Linked DNA regions of Triticum aestivum: region 2 is linked to region 1. A link is a contact called in public Hi-C data. All regions are on one chromosome and are shown on one strand. Each heading gives the region's core, a stretch centred on a gene start, on an enhancer-like site or on the middle of the called end of the contact. The rest is flanking DNA. Distances are from core to core; before and after follow the strand shown. Region 1 holds the start of LOC123171055 (glycine-rich RNA-binding protein RZ1A). Region 2 holds the start of LOC123168737.

Evidence for each region. A called contact is a pair of places that touch in the nucleus more often than the background predicts.
Region 2: a Hi-C map of leaf shows a contact between it and region 1, with 4 times the contacts expected there. The contact joins the promoter of LOC123168737 here to the promoter of LOC123171055 in region 1. A contact is called at or near these places in 2 of 5 Hi-C or Micro-C datasets (both in leaf).

Annotation. Positions count from the first base shown.
Region 1 is chr7D:415,302,815-415,307,540 of IWGSC CS RefSeq v2.1, reverse strand. It overlaps LOC123171055 (glycine-rich RNA-binding protein RZ1A), which reads left to right and starts at 3,092. Exons shown (of 3, transcript XM_044588717.1): 1 at 3,092-3,246; 2 at 3,970-4,086; 3 at 4,674-4,726. The coding sequence starts at 3,976. LOC123167379 (a long non-coding RNA gene) reads left to right here. Exons shown (of 3, transcript XR_006483913.1): 2 at 1-1,122; 3 at 1,566-1,906.
Region 2 is chr7D:415,595,884-415,600,669 of IWGSC CS RefSeq v2.1, reverse strand. It overlaps LOC123168737, which reads left to right and starts at 1,430. Exons shown (of 1, transcript XM_044586607.1): 1 at 1,430-3,713. The coding sequence starts at 2,692. The coding sequence ends at 3,555.

The DNA of each region.
Region 1 (4,726 bases), core at 1,843-4,342:
GCGATTCTATTGTATCATTCATAGTTTAGTGAAGCAATCTCTTAATGTTCAAAATAACAAACAATTCTAAGATAGTTATTAATTTGGTTTAGATTGCATTTTCGAAGAAGTATGAAAATTTTGGGTAGAATTACACATGTGGTATACCATATAACAGGCAAAGCATTACACATGCTCTAATGGGCTAATATATTTTGTTGGACTTAAATATGCCATATTATTGATACTCTGGTTTCGAGGGCAACTAAGTGGACCTAAACACTGACTCTGCTTTCGTACTAATATAGTACTATGAGTCACTTCTGCTAGGAGTTAATAATGGGGATAATGAAAAGCAAGTTTTTTCTGCTACAAGATACACAACAAAAGTTACAGGCAAATCTTGATAATGCATTGTGTCTCTCTTTGATAGGGTAGTGTGTGTTGTTGTCAGCCTGATCTTTATGCTGGTAGTCTTTTGTGGGTGCATCTATGCTGGGTTTGTCTGTTTGGTTGGTTTTATGCTGCCAAATTCTTTCAATTTTTGTTTTTAGTTTATCTTTTTTGCTACACTTGGAGAGGACAAAAAAATTAATCTGGGTAAACTTGGTATGGTTGTTTTGTTTTTCTATGAGGAATGGAACGGGGGGAGGGGGGCTATTCCTGTTGATCAAAAAAATAAGTCCACGGAAGAGAAACATTTTCTTGGTGCTGGGTGTACTCGATTATTTGTTTAAGGTGGGTCTAAATGTCCGGGTTTAAAATTAATGATATGGTAACATGCTTACACATAATTTATTTATTTCATATTAATGCCATCGTAGAAATCGGTAGAAAGAATTACCGAAAAAGGCTTTCGCCCCACTTTATATATAAAGCACCGAACCACAAGAAAGAATTAGGAGTACAAGAAAGGTATTTTATTCATTAGTCGTCGAATTATTGCAAGAACAATGGATGAATGAAATTATTTTACTACACAGTTCAGTGTTCATTCCTTCTAGATTAGGGCTTAGCACGGTGGAAGAGTATTTTCACTACCTGCGAGACAACTAATTATTTTCTTGTGCTTGATGATAGCATTGATGAGCGGATCCCACGGCGTGGCTCAGACGATGACCTTAGTACTACAGTCTACAGAAGGTTCCTCCCTACTCTGAACCTTCGTTGTATTGGTTAACATTAACTTTAGTTTCAATTTGGTTGAGTTGTTTGTTTCAATTTGGCAATATCATGATGAAAAACAATTTAACAATAATGTGTGATACATTGTATTTTTTATGCACTGTTTGATCACTGGATTTGAAAAAACATCTATCTAATTATATGGCATTTGTAGAACGGAACACCTCTTTGAAATGCTCTGCAAATGAAAACATACATGAATATGTTGATCCTCATCTTTTTCTGTCTCAGTGGATGAAAGTACTATGCACAGCTAGAGAAAGACACCACCATTGCTCTCCATGTGTGGCTGCCAAATGCGAGGGACAAAACACCTCTTTGAAATGCTCTGCAAATGGAAACATACATGAATATGTTAATCCACATCTTTTTGTGTCTCAATGGATAAAAATACTATGCAGAGCTACAGGAAGACAACGCCGTTGCTCTTCGTGTGTGGCTGCCGAATGCGAGGTTACAGTTGCTGCATGGTCCCAATTCTTCATTTTCATCCATCGGCTCTGCTGTTAGGAACCTTGGTCAAGACAAAATTGTGAAGCCATGCATGGAAGTGGCAGGAAGGCATAGTCCAAATGTCACAACAGAAAGGAAGTGACAGTGTGTACTGGTAATAAAAAGGGAAGGGAGCCACCCCCTGTGTTTGTGACAGCATAGAATGAATAGTTTGTCTATATATTTGTGTTCTGTACAAATGAAAGGTTTGGGATTGGAATAAGTGAGTCACTAGGGTGCATGCTGATAATAAGAGAGGTAGGACTTAAATACAATATATAAAAATTCAGATTATGCGTTTATTTCTCTTTTCATGAAAATGATTATAGTCCGTGGCAGCACGGGCAGTCAACTAGTATTGAAAAAAGTTCAATGGTTTTGAAAAAAAACATCGAATTTTTAAAAAAGTTCATTGATTTTTGAAAAAGTTCATCGAATTTGCAAAAAAAGTTCATTGAATTTGAAAAAATTCATCGAATTAGAAAAAATTTCATCAAGTTTAAAAACAAATCATGAATTTTGAAAAAAGTTCATCGACTTGGAAAAAAATCCATTGATTTTGAAAAAAAATCATCAATTTAGAAAAAGAAAGGAATAAAAACCGTTGCGAATGAAAAAGAAAAAAAATAAATAGAAATAGAAAAAGGAAATAGATGTAAAGGGAAAAAATATGTGAGCATGTGGGTGGTTCGTGCAACATACGATCGACAAGGACGTCTCTCGTTCGATTCTTACCGAACACACGTTCGCAGTTCCTTCTATTTTTAACAACAGAAAGAAATGATGGGCCGAGCCCAACAAACAGCACAAACGGGCGCTTAAGCGCCAAATAGAATCCGCCAACCAAACACGTCCCTAGCCACAGTTCTTTTGCAAGATTCTCTCATAATTTGACCCCTCCCCGGCTTCTCACAGAATTTTTGAGCCCCATTTATTTTCTAATCGTATCTAGTTATGATCTAATTAGTTAGGATTGTAAAACAAATGCAGGTCAAAGATTTCGAGAGAAGTTGAATTTTTGAGCCGCATTTATTTTGCAATCCTATCTAGTTAGGTCTAATTAGTTATTAGCATTGTAAAATAAATGCAGGTCAAAAATTCTGAGAGAAGTTGGGGAGGGGTCAGATTCTGCGAGAATCTTACAAAAGAACTGAGGACGGGGCGTCGACCCGTTGGCTGGGTAGGTGAGGTTGTTACCAGTCCACCCGAGTTCGAGTCCCGGCACGGACGCGCGGTGCTCACGGAGTTTCTCCTATAAAGAAAAGTCAACGAGGGTTAGCCCTTGGGTTGGTCTCATTTTTTTCTTCTTACAAAAGAACTGGGCCCACTTGCCGAGGAATCTCAGCCGTATTGGGCCGTCTTTGGGCTTGATTCTAAAAGGGCAAAGGGCGCACGATCAATAAGAACCGTTGATCTATGATCAGACGGTCTTTTTCTCAGATCGGCTGGACTCTGCAGTATATATTGACCCCCCACCCTTGGCTTCCAAGCCTTATCTCCTCGTCTCGCAAAAGCAGAGACAGAAGAGAGATCGATTCCGACTAAAACCTCTCGCCGCCGACGACCAAGCTCGGAGACCTATTGACCTAGGTATACGACGTTCCTCCTCCTCGCTACGCCAATCTCTTCGTCTAGCTGTCCTCGTATCGATATTCTTTCTAGGTTTAGATCTTCGCTTTTTCCCCGCGGCAGATCCATGTGCTGTTCTTCTTCTCAGATGCGTATTATGAAATTCGATCGCCGTTTGTTACAATACGTTTAGATAGCGATGCTCAACTGGTATAAAGAAGGGGCTCTCCTTTTCGTTTCAATTTCACCGGTTAATTTTCACCAGTTTTCGATCTGGATTTCTCGTGGCTTGCCTCTATTCTTTGTTCTGATTAGTCACGGCGGAAGACTTTTTTCTTTCTTTGTAGTTAGTTTGCGGTGGTAGATTGAGTTACAATTTGGGTAAGAAGAATAATCTCCTTCAGACACCAAAAGCAAGAAGACCGACCCAATTCCAGAACAAGATTCTTCTAGGTTGTCTACTAGTACTACGAAGCTAAGTGCTTCTGCTCGTTCTAAATCAGTTGTCAACTTGAGATGTTCAGGCGGATAATGCTTAGGTTGCCTCCCAACTGATGCCTTTTATCGAATATATATTGATCTGCCTTATTTTTTATGACTAATCAATCCGGGGTGCTGGCACTAGGATATCCTTTCGCAAATAACTCACTCACAAACGCTAGTACTTTTTGCTAGGCTGAAGAACCCCTTGTACTTTGTGCCAGGTTGAACCCCCTTATAGCTACTGACAGCTGTGTTTTACAGTTCCTGATGTCGGACGCCGATGATTACCGTTGCTTCGTTGGGAGTCTGTCATGGAACACAACTGATGTGGATCTGAAGGATGCGTTTGGGAAATTTGGTCGAGTTACTGAGACCAAGGTATTTTTTCTTCTTTTCATATGGGCCTGGAATGCTTAGCTTGTGTGGTGGAATATACACATGATTTTCTTAGTCAAGCAAACTTCTTTCATATTATAAGCTTTCCCTCACCAATAATTACAATTTTGCCACTAAACACTTATGATGCTGAGATATTTTAACAACTGGAATAATTTCTTGGTTAATCTATATCATTCATTCTGTCCATTTGGTGAATCTCTCCATGAATTTTACGCTTAGATATGATACTGCACCAGGTTTTGGATGATTCCTTGGTATGGTAGTTGGTAAAGTACATTGTAGCATATGTGCATATCTTATGGTGGTGTAGTACAATCAGGATCTATTTGATACGTGAATAAGGAATCTGTAAACATTGCCAAAGGAAATAATAGAGAATGGCGATGCTAGACACTGGCATTTCATGCTACTGATTTGTATCCTACATCAACAGTTGTTGTCTTAGCCATTTCTAACTTTTGCAAGTCGGTGGTATATGTGGTTTGATACACCACTTATGTTTTCTCTGGCTTGTTAACACTTGTTGTCTGCCATGCTTTATATGCTGCATGTCTATCAATGTGCAGGTGGTTCTTGACAAGTTCTCTGGCCGGTCACGTGGCTTTGGATTTGTGACTTT
Region 2 (4,786 bases), core at 181-2,680, 290 kb before region 1:
GCAGATGTTGGCTATTTATCGGATACCCATAATGCCAGATCACAGACTGACTTTGTGTTCCTACATGGTGGTACTGCTATATCATGAAAGTCTTCGAAACAGACTCTGGTGGCAACATCTACCAATCATTTTGAGATAATTTCATTATTTGAAGCATCATGTGAATGTGTATGGCTTCGCAGAATGACAAACCACATATCACAGTCATGTGGAATTGATCCGATAGAATTACCTACCATTATCTATGAAGATAATACGGCCTGTGTTGCACAGATGCAGGATACATCAAGCGTAATATCACTAAGCATATTTCTTCTTAGTGGTTTTTTCCCGTGATCTTCAGAAAAGCGGGAAAATAAACATCTTGCAAGTTAAATCATGCGAAAATCTTGCTGATTTATTTACCAAGTCTCTACCAAATTCTACATTCCAAAAATATGTTCATGAAATTGGTATGCGACGACTTCAGGACTTACAGGTGTGAGGGGGAGTCTCTTCTTGAAATATCCTTGCATATTAAGCTATTTCTCTTTGTAAGTTTATGTTTCAGGTTATCATCGAAGATTTTATGAAAAACTTTTGGAGGAGAATCCGTTTGAGATGATAGCGCTACATGAACGATTGTGAGATGATTCTACATGGTCAAGTATAGATTTAGGGGTATGTGTATGTTATGATTAATTATAAGCCTGTAATTAGGGAAAAATCTCCTCTTTCCCAAACGGCATGTGGTTACACCCGCCTCTCTCTCATCTCTCCCCGGAACCGACACATCCTTTCTTAACGTCGCGTCTCTCGGACGATATATATTGTAATTTGCAACTTCCAATCAAGAGAAGTTTCCATTCGATTCAAAACAGTATCCACACGAAGTGCTCGATACAACGGATGGCGATCGTAGATACCAGATTTTATACTCTTTTATAAGTAAAAAGAAATTGATCAAATCGGATCTGGGGTGCTGGACGGAACGCTCCATACGAAGTGCTCCATACAACGGATGGCGATCGTGGATACCAGATTTTATACTCTTTTAAGTAAAAGAAATGGATCAATCGGATCTGGGGTGCTGGACGGAACGCTCGACGGCTGCAACCTGCAAGTCTCTTCTGGCTCTTCCTCGCTGCGCCACCAAGCTCACTCTACTGTCAACGAAGAGAAAAGGGTCACGCCTCACTACCTCTACCTCACGCGTCACGCTCCCCCGCTGCCCCTCTTCTGCTCCGCCTTGCCGCCGCGCCGCCCTAGCATCTTGCTGCGTCGCGCCGTCGCCCCCCGCCTCCGCGACGGCCCTGCTGGTCCAGCTCGTCGCTCGCCGACGCGTTTCCCACCGGTTTGTCGCGTGGGCCGGCGCGGCCGCGCTGCTGCTGCTCGCAGTTCCGGCTGCCCCAGACAGCATCACGAGCAAGGTGATTTCCTATGCTTGAATACCAGATCAAGAGATTTCATCTCCATTCCCCATCGAGACGAAGAGTTCAAATTCAATCTTACCTTATAATTCTGCAATTAAGCCAGATTTTGTTTTATAACTTGTCACGGGTACCTTTCGCTTGCTCCAATCCTGGCTCCGCCGCTGTCCACACGATCTGCTGTGCCGACGGCGACGGGACAAAAGAAGCCACGGCGAGCAGATTGTTTTCTCTCTGTTTGTTGGTGGCTTGTTTGGGGATTATTTATGTGCTGTGGCTGAGGAAATCATCTCACAAAGACTACGAACTAGAGCAAGCAAACAACAGTTCAATAAAAGACATGAAGTTCATCTAGGCGATCGTTGACCAAGAGGAAATGAATGCACACGAGTTTGATTTGAGTTGCCCCCCATAGGATTTTTTGCCCGGGTGGTATTAGAGATTATTTTTTGAAAAATATGTGTGGCTTTAACTGAATTCCCCGTCCCATCATTTAGTCGGTGCCTGTCGATGTTCCTGATCTTGTGGGTGCTAGTGATTCATTGATTCCCCTACATAGTACTGCTACATGATACTACCAGTTGCTAATTGCTCCAATTTGACATTGGCTGGTTGCCTTCTGAACTACTGAATTATAGTTCGGCCACAATTTGACATTTCCGTTGATCTTTTGTTGTAAGAAATGCAGACCCCTTGCCCGGGGGAGGATAAGTTTTTTGCAAACTCAAGTACTCCCTCTGTCCCAAAATAAGTGTCGCTGATTTAGTACAACTTTGTTCTAATGTTGTACTAAATCAGGGACACTTATTTTCGGACGGAGGGAGTATTAGTTTAGCACCAGTACTTGATTAATATATTTTGGTACCTCTTTTAAGCTGCAGAAACTGATCGGGTATTTTGTTTTTGTGATGGATACCCTCTCCCTCTTATTTTGTAATCCGGATGAAATTGTAGGTGACTCATTCCTGGGCAGGTGCTGCTTGTTGCATAATATGATACGCTCTTTATTTTTTGACCTCATAATATGTTACACTCTTGCTTTCACTACGTTCTTCTCTCTCTGTCATATACAGTATGCTGTTTCGTAAGGTAATATGTTGCATATATTATTATACCAAAGTCTTGATATACACCTTTTGTAATTGCATGTATTTCACTTTTTTCGCGAGATGTATTTCACATTTCAACAACGTACAATATATGGAAATATAAATGCTCAATTGCTGTTTCTTTTGCCTTATTGCAGTAAATGAGATTATGAGTTCCATTTGAAAGGTAGTTCATGAACACAGTGCTAACCATGTCTGGTATCGATGGTGAGGAACCACATTCAGAGGTTCATCAGTTTATGAACAGAGCAGTAGCTATGTCAGATATGGATGTTCAGGAACCACCTTCAGAGGTTTCTATTGGTCCATCACGGTCAGTGAATATAGTTGATGAGGACGATGATTGGGTTATAGTCAAGAAACAGCGGATCACCATATTGATCCCTCCACTATCACCTGCGGCTGCAAGCCCTCAAGCTGGCACACCCATAGTAAGTTCTAGACAGGTTAGCCTACCAAGAATGAGCAGGAGAAACTGCAATGCTGCCACAAAGAAGCATCCAAAACATTTTTCTACAAAGAAATCTTTGGAGGGCCTTGGCGTCGATACCAATATCAAGAAAGCTCGAACTTGCCCTTCTGAAAGAATTGTTCATCAAGATGATGCAAAGATGAAGGGAGAATCGTCACGAAGTGCTGCTGCCCCTGTTGTAAGGTCTGAATGGACTAAACATGCAGATCATGCTGTTGAAGGATTGTCCCATCAAGCCACAGAGAAAGCAACAAGTCCACTCGGAAACATGTATGATCCTGGGCTGCCAGTTATTTCTTCGAATGTCACAAATAAGGTACTGCGAGCACGACTTCTTCAGAGACGGGTTGCTCGGTTTGGTGGGCTGAGGAATTGGCTTTTGACTTGCGGTCTTGGATGGTTTGTCAAAATATTGGACAGTGAAGGTATTGGGATGTATCAGATGGTCTCCCTTACAATGAACCAGCTGAAAGAGATGGGCCTTATTGCCGTAGGACCCCGGAGAAAATTAATCCATGCTATTGACAGTCTCTGCAAGCCCGGTCAGTTTGAGATGTTTTCTTGATCTCAAGTGTGTTTCGGTTTGTTAGATGTTTTGATGCTAGTCAGTTCAATGACTGCAGCCGTATGCATATGTCTTGAGTGGTTTGATGCTCTGTTGTAACTTAGAACAGAAAATGCAACTAATGCTATAAAAGCTTTAAGTTGAAAATTAGAAGACTACAGTTCGGCCTGGCTGTGTGAGATGATCCATTGTAAGCTTTTAAAAGTGCAAACTAATTTGGGTTATATAGTGGAGTAGACACTAACAATCTAACAATATTTAGATCAAATTGTACTCTCTGATCTAAGAATCAGTGGCTAAAGCGTAGGTATATGCATGTGAGGCCTGCGCACGAGAGTGAGTGATGTGTGTGTTTAAAACGCAGGTAGAGCTGCACTCTGGTTATCGTTGATGAATGAAAACGTCTGAACTTGCCTAGCTCTCTCATCTCTCCGCCAAGCCTCTCTGCTCTGCGATTGTTAAAAAGAAGGGTCTCTTTGCTCATCCTACGATTCGCAAATCCTACCGAGAACCCTACAATTGGTATCTAGAGCCTCAGACTGTACGCATGTTGAACCCGTGATCCGACCATAAAATTCCACTGCGATCGGCGCAAATATTGTTTCGGTAATATTTCGTGCAAATCACTAGCTAGGTTGGCTGGATTTGGAGGAGGGCTGCATGGCACCGTCTAAGCGCCAATTGGTAGTCACCGCAATGGGGGCGCAATATTGAGCAGATTCAGCCCTAGTTCACCGAAAAAGGCTTTCGCCCCGCTTTATAAATAAAGCAACCACCGAGCACAAGTAACAAGGTTCCAACCACACACATAAACACGCACACAAAGCCACCGCAACCAGGTCTGACACGGACAGACACAAACGAAACCCAGGTTCATCTATGGGCACAGCACAACAAGCCCAACATCAAAGTAAGACACACACAACACAACAAGGCGGTGGCAAGGCGTAGACGATCTAATCCGGCTCCGGCGGTGGTGGGGAAGCGGAGGAGCCATCCGGAGTGCCATCGAGCGAAGCTGGGTGATGATGGAGGTGATGGCGTCTCTCTCCCGGGGACGGCTATGCGGCCACCAAATCTGCAAGTAACCAGACCATTTGAACAAAGCGTCAGTAGCACGACGAAGAGGAATGCGCTGAATCACAAGCTTATTCCTAATAGTCCACAGCGTCCAGGCTAGTACCCCAATGGTCAACCACCTAATGTGGCGAATTGAGGGAGCTAAAGCCTG